Linked DNA regions of Mus musculus: region 2 is linked to region 1. Evidence: chromatin contacts called from public HiCAR-type data. All regions are on one chromosome and are shown on one strand. Each heading gives the region's core, a stretch centred on a gene start, on an enhancer-like site or on the middle of the called end of the contact. The rest is flanking DNA. Distances are from core to core; before and after follow the strand shown. Region 1 holds the start of Ghrh (growth hormone releasing hormone). Region 2 holds the start of Ralgapb (Ral GTPase activating protein, beta subunit (non-catalytic)).

Region 1 (4,035 bases), core at 985-3,484:
TGATTTATTTTGATATGAACCTGGGTTTGTGGCTCCACCAGCAGGAAATATAGATAATTTAGACTAAGCTATGCAGGATATCAAATGCCACACTAAGGAAGTTAGTCATTTCTTGTTCTCCACAGAGAGAGGCCACTGGAGGCTCTAGAAGCCTGGTGGGATGGTTTGGGAGGCAGAACATTGGCAGCAGCCTGAAGGAAATGAATCCAGTCAGGAAGCCCAGGCCAGTGAGCCTAGGGCCTGAAGCAGTGCAAGGGTGGAAGGTAACTAAGGGAGGCTCCGCAAGATGAGTATAGGCTAGACCAGCACAGCCTGGACCATCATAGCCTGGACCAGCACAGCCAAGACCAGCACAGCCTGGACCAGTACAGCCTTGCCGAGCATAGCAGAGCAGCCAGGTGAGAGAAGTGAAGGGAAAGGATGCCCACTGAGTCTACGGATGACTGCAGGGAGGGTCAGGATGCTTGTGGGGATCAAGGAAGGGATGGGAGCACCATTTGCACATGTTGGGATTGGAGTATCATGAGACCTCCAAGAAACCCTGGGGACCAGGTGGCTGGGTCTGGTCCAGATCTTGGAAGTGAGAGTTGCTTCTCTAAGCTGCCTCCTTCTTCCCTCCCTTCCTTCCTTGAAGGGCACAGGAGTCAGAAGCAGGGTGGGGATGGGGAGACCTTGGTAAATTTACACCTACCTTCAAGACAGTGGAAGTGGATGTAGAAAAAGGGAATCCAGGCCAGTGAGATGGCGCAGCAGATAAAGGTGCTTCCCACGCAGACCCAAGCACTTCCATTCCATCCCTGGGACCCGCATAAGTTAGAAGGAGAGGGGGCAGCCCTGCAAAGTTGTCCTCTGACCTCTACACACACACTAATAACAAAGTCAAAAGGGCTGGAGAGATGGATCAGTGGTTAAGAGCACTGACTGCTCTTCCGAAGGTCCTGAGTTCAAATCCCAGCAATCACATGGTGGCTCACAACCATCTGTAATGGGATCTGACTCCCTCTCTCTTCTGGAGTATCTGAAGAGAGCTACAGTGTAATTACATAAAGATATAAAAGGAAGGAAGGAAGGAAGGAAGGAAGGAAGGAAGGAAGGAAGGAAGGAATTGAAAAGATCCCAGGGAGGAAGCAGCTGCTCTGTCAGCCTGGACCCAGAGGAGCAGATGCTCATCCCATAGAGATGGGATCTCAAAACTAAGATTCTCTTCTTGTCTGAGTCTCCCAGAGGCAAACCCCACCCTCAGGTTCACAACATCCAGATCTGAAGCCTGGGGGGTGAGAGGGAGAAGAAACAAATGGGTCCCTGCAAGAGAGGAGGGCAACTGCTTAGTGGGAGAACCCCGACGGAGCATCCCTGGGGTCCCGGGTTCCACCCTCAGCACCAGAAAAGGAATGAAGATCCGTGAGAGAAAGCCGGAGGAGACTGACAATTTCAGCGAGCAATTGTGGTGTTTGTCATCTCCCTCACTGGACTGTTTTGAAGCAAATCCCAGACTGGTAAATATTTCAGCACGTATCTCAAGCAAGAGAAGGGTTCTTTCTTTAACAGAGTCACAATCCCATTATCATCCTTTAAGGAAAGAAAGAGTCTAACGGTAATTCCTATAGAGGGCAATTTGACGAAGCCTCAGAATGGAAGCCAGGCCAACGGTCCTTAAGCCACAGCCATCACAAACCCATGATAAGGAATTTAAATTCTCCCAAGATAATTATAGCCAAGGTGAAGAGGAGATTGGAAAGGCAGGGATTTTAGAAGCTTTTGGGGGGGGGGCCTGGGAAGGAAATGTTATTTTAAAGGGTGGTGGGAATGAGGTATAGAAACATTTGTAGAACATAAAAGAAAAACGGTTTTCTTGATTCCATTTTTCTCACCCAGGGGCCTTTAGTCATAAATAAGAAACGGGTACCAGGTCTGAAGTGAACCAAATCAGATAAAAATAACAAAAGAGGAATGGCTAAATGCAACAAAAGAGATGGACCCAGCTCATTTCCCACCCAGGCTATGCAGTTCCGTGCACTTCACAAGGAAGGGTATTTAGCCATATTGCTGTTCATCAGAGGTCTGTGAACTCCTATGAACCAATTAGTGAGGATATTGTCCCTCAGTAGCGGCAGCAGGAGAGCTAGGTTCAAAATTTACATGTCTACTTACTCTGTGATGTTGTGGGAGCCAGATGAGCAGGGAGCCGCAACCAGGAGAGACCTGCGACCTGGAGAGCCGGCCTGGATCACCAGTGATGCCCAGGCCCTGACGATCTCATCTTAAGGCCAGCAGGAGCAGGACTCCTCCTTCTCTGCCCTGGGCCTGTATGTTCCAGAGCACGTACATGGCCTTTTGGCTCCACTTCTGCTACTCTGAGGTAGTCATCACCAGTTTTCGGGTTATAGGTTAAATTTCCTCTCTGAGTAAGGTCATGTCCAGATAGCAAGCACCTCAGGTCCTTTTCATGCAAATAAAATATTCCCTTCACTGTGGCCTTGGCCAGTGATGCACATTCTCTCTGAGTGCCCCTACTCACTCCCCAAAAGTTTAAATAGCATTTGTGCTCCTCAACTGAATGAGTTGCTCAGTAAAGCCTGCCTCCAGAGTCTGTTCGTTTTGTTTTGTTTTGTTTTGTTTTGTTTTGTTTTGTTTTGTTTTTTCAAGACAGGGTTTCTCTGTGTAGCCCTGGCTGTCCTAGAACTCACTCTGTAGACCAGGCTGGCCTCGAACTAAGAAATCTGCCTGCCTCTGCCTCCCAAGTGCTGGGATTAAAGGCATGCACCACCATTGCCCAGCCAGAGTCTGTTCTTGTTGGGCTCACAACAGCCTGAGGTTTCTATCACCTCCAGCCATTCCTGCCTTGATTTCCCATTTAGGCCACCAGTCAATTCCCTGGCATCGTGCCAATCAGGGAAGAGGAGCAGGTGGCACTGTTACTCTTTAATATTGGGCAAGTTAGAGCCTCTCTCTGAACTGATTTGTGAACCGAAGGTGGTAGACTCCAGATTTGATGCGCCAATAAACTACCTAATAAAGCGGTGTGCAGCTCCTGGGGTTCAGAACGTGTTCCTGGGACTTGGCTCGGTGTTCCGTGGCATCTGCAGAACGCTCCAATAAGCTCAATGAAAGGTGCCATGGAGACGCCTTGTGCTTATTATGCCGGTTCGTGCCTTGGAAAACAGTCAGGACTGTATTCTACGGACCCCTGGAAAGAAAACGGAAGGCAGCCCTTGGGGAGCCCCTAGGAGGTGGCTAGGAAGGCGTGCTGTCCGGATGCCGCTTCCAGCCATCCACAGATGGGCTGGGTTGCCCAAAGCCCAGGAAACAAATTGAACAAATCAGCTAAAATGACTGTCCAGTGTCCCGTTTCCACACACCATGGCACAGAAAGGGATTTGGTGGGTGGTTGCCAGGGACCGGGGACTGCAATGAAGCTAGAAGAGCGGGGCCTGACCGAGCATGCCGGATGTTGCTGTCCTCTGTTTCTGGATCCTGGGACAGGGGCCTGTGGAATTGTGTATGTCCAGAGCCTTAAGAACTGGTGTTGGAGAGGAGCCAGACAGAGTAGGCGAGAAACAAAACAGACTCTGTCCTATGTGCAGAAGAGAAGCCCTTTTCCCGAGTGAGTCTTGCTTCTGACAGGCTGCGGCATCTGGAGAGAGGAGACTCGACTCCAGCTGCTCCTGCTTCTATTTCTAGTTCCTCCAGTGGGCCTCGCCGGCTCCCATCACCAGGTCTCTTGCTCATCCAGCCCTCATCCAGGAAGGCAGCTAGCTCTTTGTCCCTGCCAGCCTCTGCTTAGAGCTTGGTGCTGACCGCTGCCCTCCCCTGCCTGCCTGTTTCCAACAAACTGCTGCATTTCAGACCCTTAAAAACAAAACAAAGCTGTACTGGCCACCACAGCTCTTTATGTACTTGTCTCTTCTTTTAATTTAAAAATTAAAATTTTATTTACTTTTATTTTTTAGTTTCTAACCTTTGTCTTTCCTCCTTTCTCTCTCTCTCTCCCCTCCCCCTTTCTTTTCTTTTCTTTCTTTCTGCCTTCCTTTCTTT
Region 2 (4,035 bases), core at 694-3,193, 1.1 Mb after region 1:
CCAAAAACTTCCTAGCTGGGTAGTTAGGAGTTTTAAAACTTCTATTTGTTCTACTTCTATTCTCTTTTACAACAGTTCATTTTTGTGTATGAAATAAAAATGATAAGAGAGCCTCGAGTTGGAACTGAGCACAACTTCTTTCCCTCATTTAAAGGAATGGAAACCTCTCTCCCCTGTAGCTTCCCTACAAAAAAACTAAAGAACTAAGTCTGCCATGAATTAAACTCTCAAGGTGGAGGGACTAGAGGTATTTTCATTTTTCCAAGTCCTTTTTTTTTTTTTTTATTTTGAGACATGGCCTTATGTAGCCCAAGCTGGCCCAAAGCACTCTGTGTAACAAGTTCAAGGATGAATATGCTACTACATATGGTTTGTGTAGTACTGGGAATCAAACCCAGGACCTCAAACACACCAGGCAAATACTCCACCAACTAAGCTATGTCTGCAGTTCCATGTGCTTTAAAAAGATTCCCAGTCCTCCGTGTCTGTCACTTTTCCAATTCCCATCACCCACTCCTCTTCAACCCTATCAGTCTGATCTTCCATAGATGTTCAATATTCGGTGTTAGGAATGTGGTCGCAAGTAACAGAAAACTCAATGGATTGTGGTATAAATAAGGCCCACCACCCTCTTTAAAGCAGGAAAGGAGTACAGAGTCCATGCAGTTTCCTTGGTGTGTCCTAAAGAGGCAGGTTTCTTTGCCTTGTTTTACATTTATAGTAGAGTCTTCTGCAAGATCTCAGAATGACTGCCACATCTCCTGGCATTGTATTATACCATGGTTCCAATCATGAAGTTGGGGAAAGTTGAAGGACACAAAATTTCTCAGGACTTCCTTTATATCCTAAGTCTCCCTTGGAACTTTGGTTTATGCTTTATGGACTAGAACTTTGTTTCACTGGTATGCTGTCAAGCAGGGGAGGGGGCTTTGCTTTTTGGCCTCTGTAGTGTAGAAGTGGGAAGGAGAGAGGGGCTTGGAATAGTGACCATGTGATAAAGCACTTATCAAAAACTGTCTAATTGAACTTTACTGCTTCATCCACACACTGTCCTGGCACATTGTTACCCACCCCTTCCCCTCTTCCTGTAGGTGAGGTTGTGGTCTTAAAGAATCCTTGTTTTATCTCTTCTACGAGGGCACTAGTTTCTTCTTCACTCCTACTTGGTTCATGGTCTCTTCTGAGGATGACAGTCACCGTTTTCTCTGCTTTCCATACAAATGTGTTTTTTGCACAGCCTAACACCCTGATCCCTCCACCTCTGAGTTCCAAGGTCAGTCACAAGGCCAGGCTCTCTATGAAGCTGTCTCCATCCCTCTTTCCTCTCAGCCTGACACGTGGGGAGTACGTCTAAAATGTTGTTACTTTCCTCGTGGAAGTTGAAACGAAATTCTTGACAGTGGTACTGTTTGCAAAACGTCCGGTGCATGGCAGGTGCTCGAACTTGTATCTCTTGTTAGTAATAGCTTATCTCCCCGATCAGATACAACTCGTTGGTGACAGGTTCTGAATCATCCTTTTAAAGCACGTCAGGCCTGGCGAGGACATTGCCCATAATAATGCTGCGCCCATGTAATAAGGGGCTGGGCAAAGGAAGAGCTACAATGCTGAGATGTGAGACATTCCTTTAGCCTGAATGGTAGCCAACTTTTCATAGAGAAGCCCCTTACTCTTCTGCACTAAGAACATGTAGAAGCCAGATTGCTTCTGGAGCTGGCACCGCGATGACGTAAGTGTCCGTCACTTTACTCCTCCCACTCCACCGAAGCCCGAAAGGGGGCGGTGTGGGCAATCGCGCTTCGCGCGGCCCTCTGGGACGGCTGCGCACGCGCAGCTTCCGGCTCCAGGCTCGGAGACTTATTTGACGCTGCCCACTCGGTCCCTTCAGAAGTCGCGGGTCAGCAGCGCCGCGCAGGCGCAGTAGTCCCTTCGGCTGGGGAATTATTTGACGCCACCGCCCCTGGCAGTCGGAAGTTGCTTGAACGGAGCCCAGCCGGCCGGCCAAGCGACCGGTGTTCGTCGTCCCCTGGGCGCCCTGGGAGAGTCACTGACGGGTGGACGGACTGACTGCCGGTGGAGGGCCGGCCGGGGCAGTGGCAGCGCGGGCCGGATGGCGCGGGTCGCGTGAGGCGGCAGGCCGAGTGCGGCCCGCGGTGCGCCCGCCCAGCGATGCGGGCCCCGCCCGTCGCCTCAGGTACGCGGCGGCCGGCGCGGTGCGGCCGGACCCTCCCCTCTCGCCGTGCTTTTTTTTTTTTTTTTCCCTCTCCTCAGCAGCTACTGAGGCAGGGGCTCTTTGAACCTCCGCTGCTCCCGGGGCCGAGCGTCGGCGGGCGCATTCCTGGGTTCTGAAGTGGCCGCACCGGGCGCGGGAGCACAGTCCTGGCCCGCGGATTCTGCCGGGTGTGAGCGAACCCGGGAGGGTCGGACTGGCGGAGCGCCCCCCTGGCAGCCTGGGGACAGGGGCGGGTCTGGAGTGGCAGCGGCAACTCCGGGGAGGATGCGGTCCACCGAGGGGCAGGTGGAGTTGCTGCCGTCCGGTGAGGATGCTACTGCCCAGGGCACGGTGACGCTTGCGAGGAGAGTAAACAGCCACCCTCCGCAAATGCTTGCTTTCCGCCAGGCCCAGGCCAGATAGGGAATTTGAGCACCCTGCACGGCAGGACTGTTACCCCATTCTACGGACCAGGCAACCGAGGCCCAGAGCGATCGGGCGCCTTTGGTGCCCAAGGTCATAGAGCTGGGTAATTTGAACTCAAGCAGCCTTGACAGTCCGATCCAGGTTCTTAACCAATTAGGTCATTGGATGTCCAACTTTGATGCACGGTAAAAATCACTTGGGGAGTTTTGAAAAGATTCCTGGTGCCATAGCACCTCAAACTAATTAAACCACCATGTCTAGAGGGTAGGGGGAGACAAATACTAGTATCTTTCTAGTATTTGTCTTTCCGGAGATCCCCTAGTGGTTCTGGGCTATAGTGAGGTTTGACAAGTGTGAAAGCATGTAATCTCAGAGGTCTGACAGTGCCTCTCCAGTTTATGTGTGCAGGAGGATGCTTGTTAAGATCGTGGATTCCACTGGCAGAAATTCATATTGTCACTCCCTTCCCCCCAGCGCGCCCTTGTTCTATTGCTGGAACTCTCCATTTCTCTGCCTCAGCCTCCTGAGTGCTAGGATGGTAGCTGTTCACTAAGAGAGAACTTTTCCTTAGATCCACAGACTACCACCCCTTTGGTAGGTAGGCCTCCTTGAGGGTGAGACCCAATTATGGATTCTTAGCAGAGCTTTTAAAAAAAATGTATACATTCCTTGCAAAAACTGTTGGTTTACAATTTCCCATAATATACGGCACTCATGGTTATGGTTTCTCTAGCCTCTGGACTTTTGCATACACTGTTCTTTCTACAAGACAGGCCTCCGTGTTTTCTCAGCACCCTACCCGAACACATACACCTTCTCATATGCATCAATTCTGTCTATTGCCCAGCTCTCAACAGTCCCTTCAAGATCCTCTGCCTCCCCTGAGCCCTGCCCATCTTGGCATTATTGTAGAGTAGCTGACCACATGTTTTTCTGTGTTGTACTCCTAAGCTCTTCTGTAAGGTTTTGATGGCAGGGACCATGCTTTTCTTGGTGTCTGTCTGTCTGTCTGTCTGTCTCTCCCTCTTGGAGTACTTTGACATCGAGGCCGACAAACATTTTTTGAATATAGTGTTTAGTCCCTTTATGTCATAGACCTCATGCCGCAGAGGCATCTGTTTTCTTTTTTTATAAAAGATATTTGCTGTTCTTAACATTAGGGTTTTTTTTTCCTTTTTCCTTAGGAATACTCTAGTTAAGTTTATTCATTTATTCAGCAGATGAATAAAATGTTGAATTCTTATCCATGACAAGGCACGATGTAAGACCATGTTCCAGCAACATTGGTTGGTTTAGCTGCGTGAGGTGGCACACGCCTTTAATCCCTGCACTCAGGAGGAAGAAGCAGGTGTATCTCTTTAAGGCCAGCCTGCTCTGCACAGTGAGTTAGTGACAGG

What was found. HiCAR-type assays count read pairs that join an accessible place to other places.
Region 2: a contact with region 1 is called in a HiCAR-type map of astrocytes, with 2.9 times the contacts expected there. The contact joins the promoter of Ralgapb here to the promoter of Ghrh in region 1. A contact is called at or near these places in 1 of 39 promoter capture datasets (the 3T3-L1 cell line) and 1 of 115 datasets of contacts at active chromatin or transcription factors (astrocytes).

The regions. Positions count from the first base shown.
Region 1 is chr2:157,344,421-157,348,455 of GRCm38.p6, forward strand. Ghrh (growth hormone releasing hormone) reads right to left here and starts at 2,235. Exons shown (of 5, transcript NM_010285.3): 1 at 2,152-2,235.
Region 2 is chr2:158,407,910-158,411,944 of GRCm38.p6, forward strand. It overlaps Ralgapb (Ral GTPase activating protein, beta subunit (non-catalytic)), which reads left to right and starts at 1,944. Exons shown (of 30, transcript NM_001291138.1): 1 at 1,944-2,194.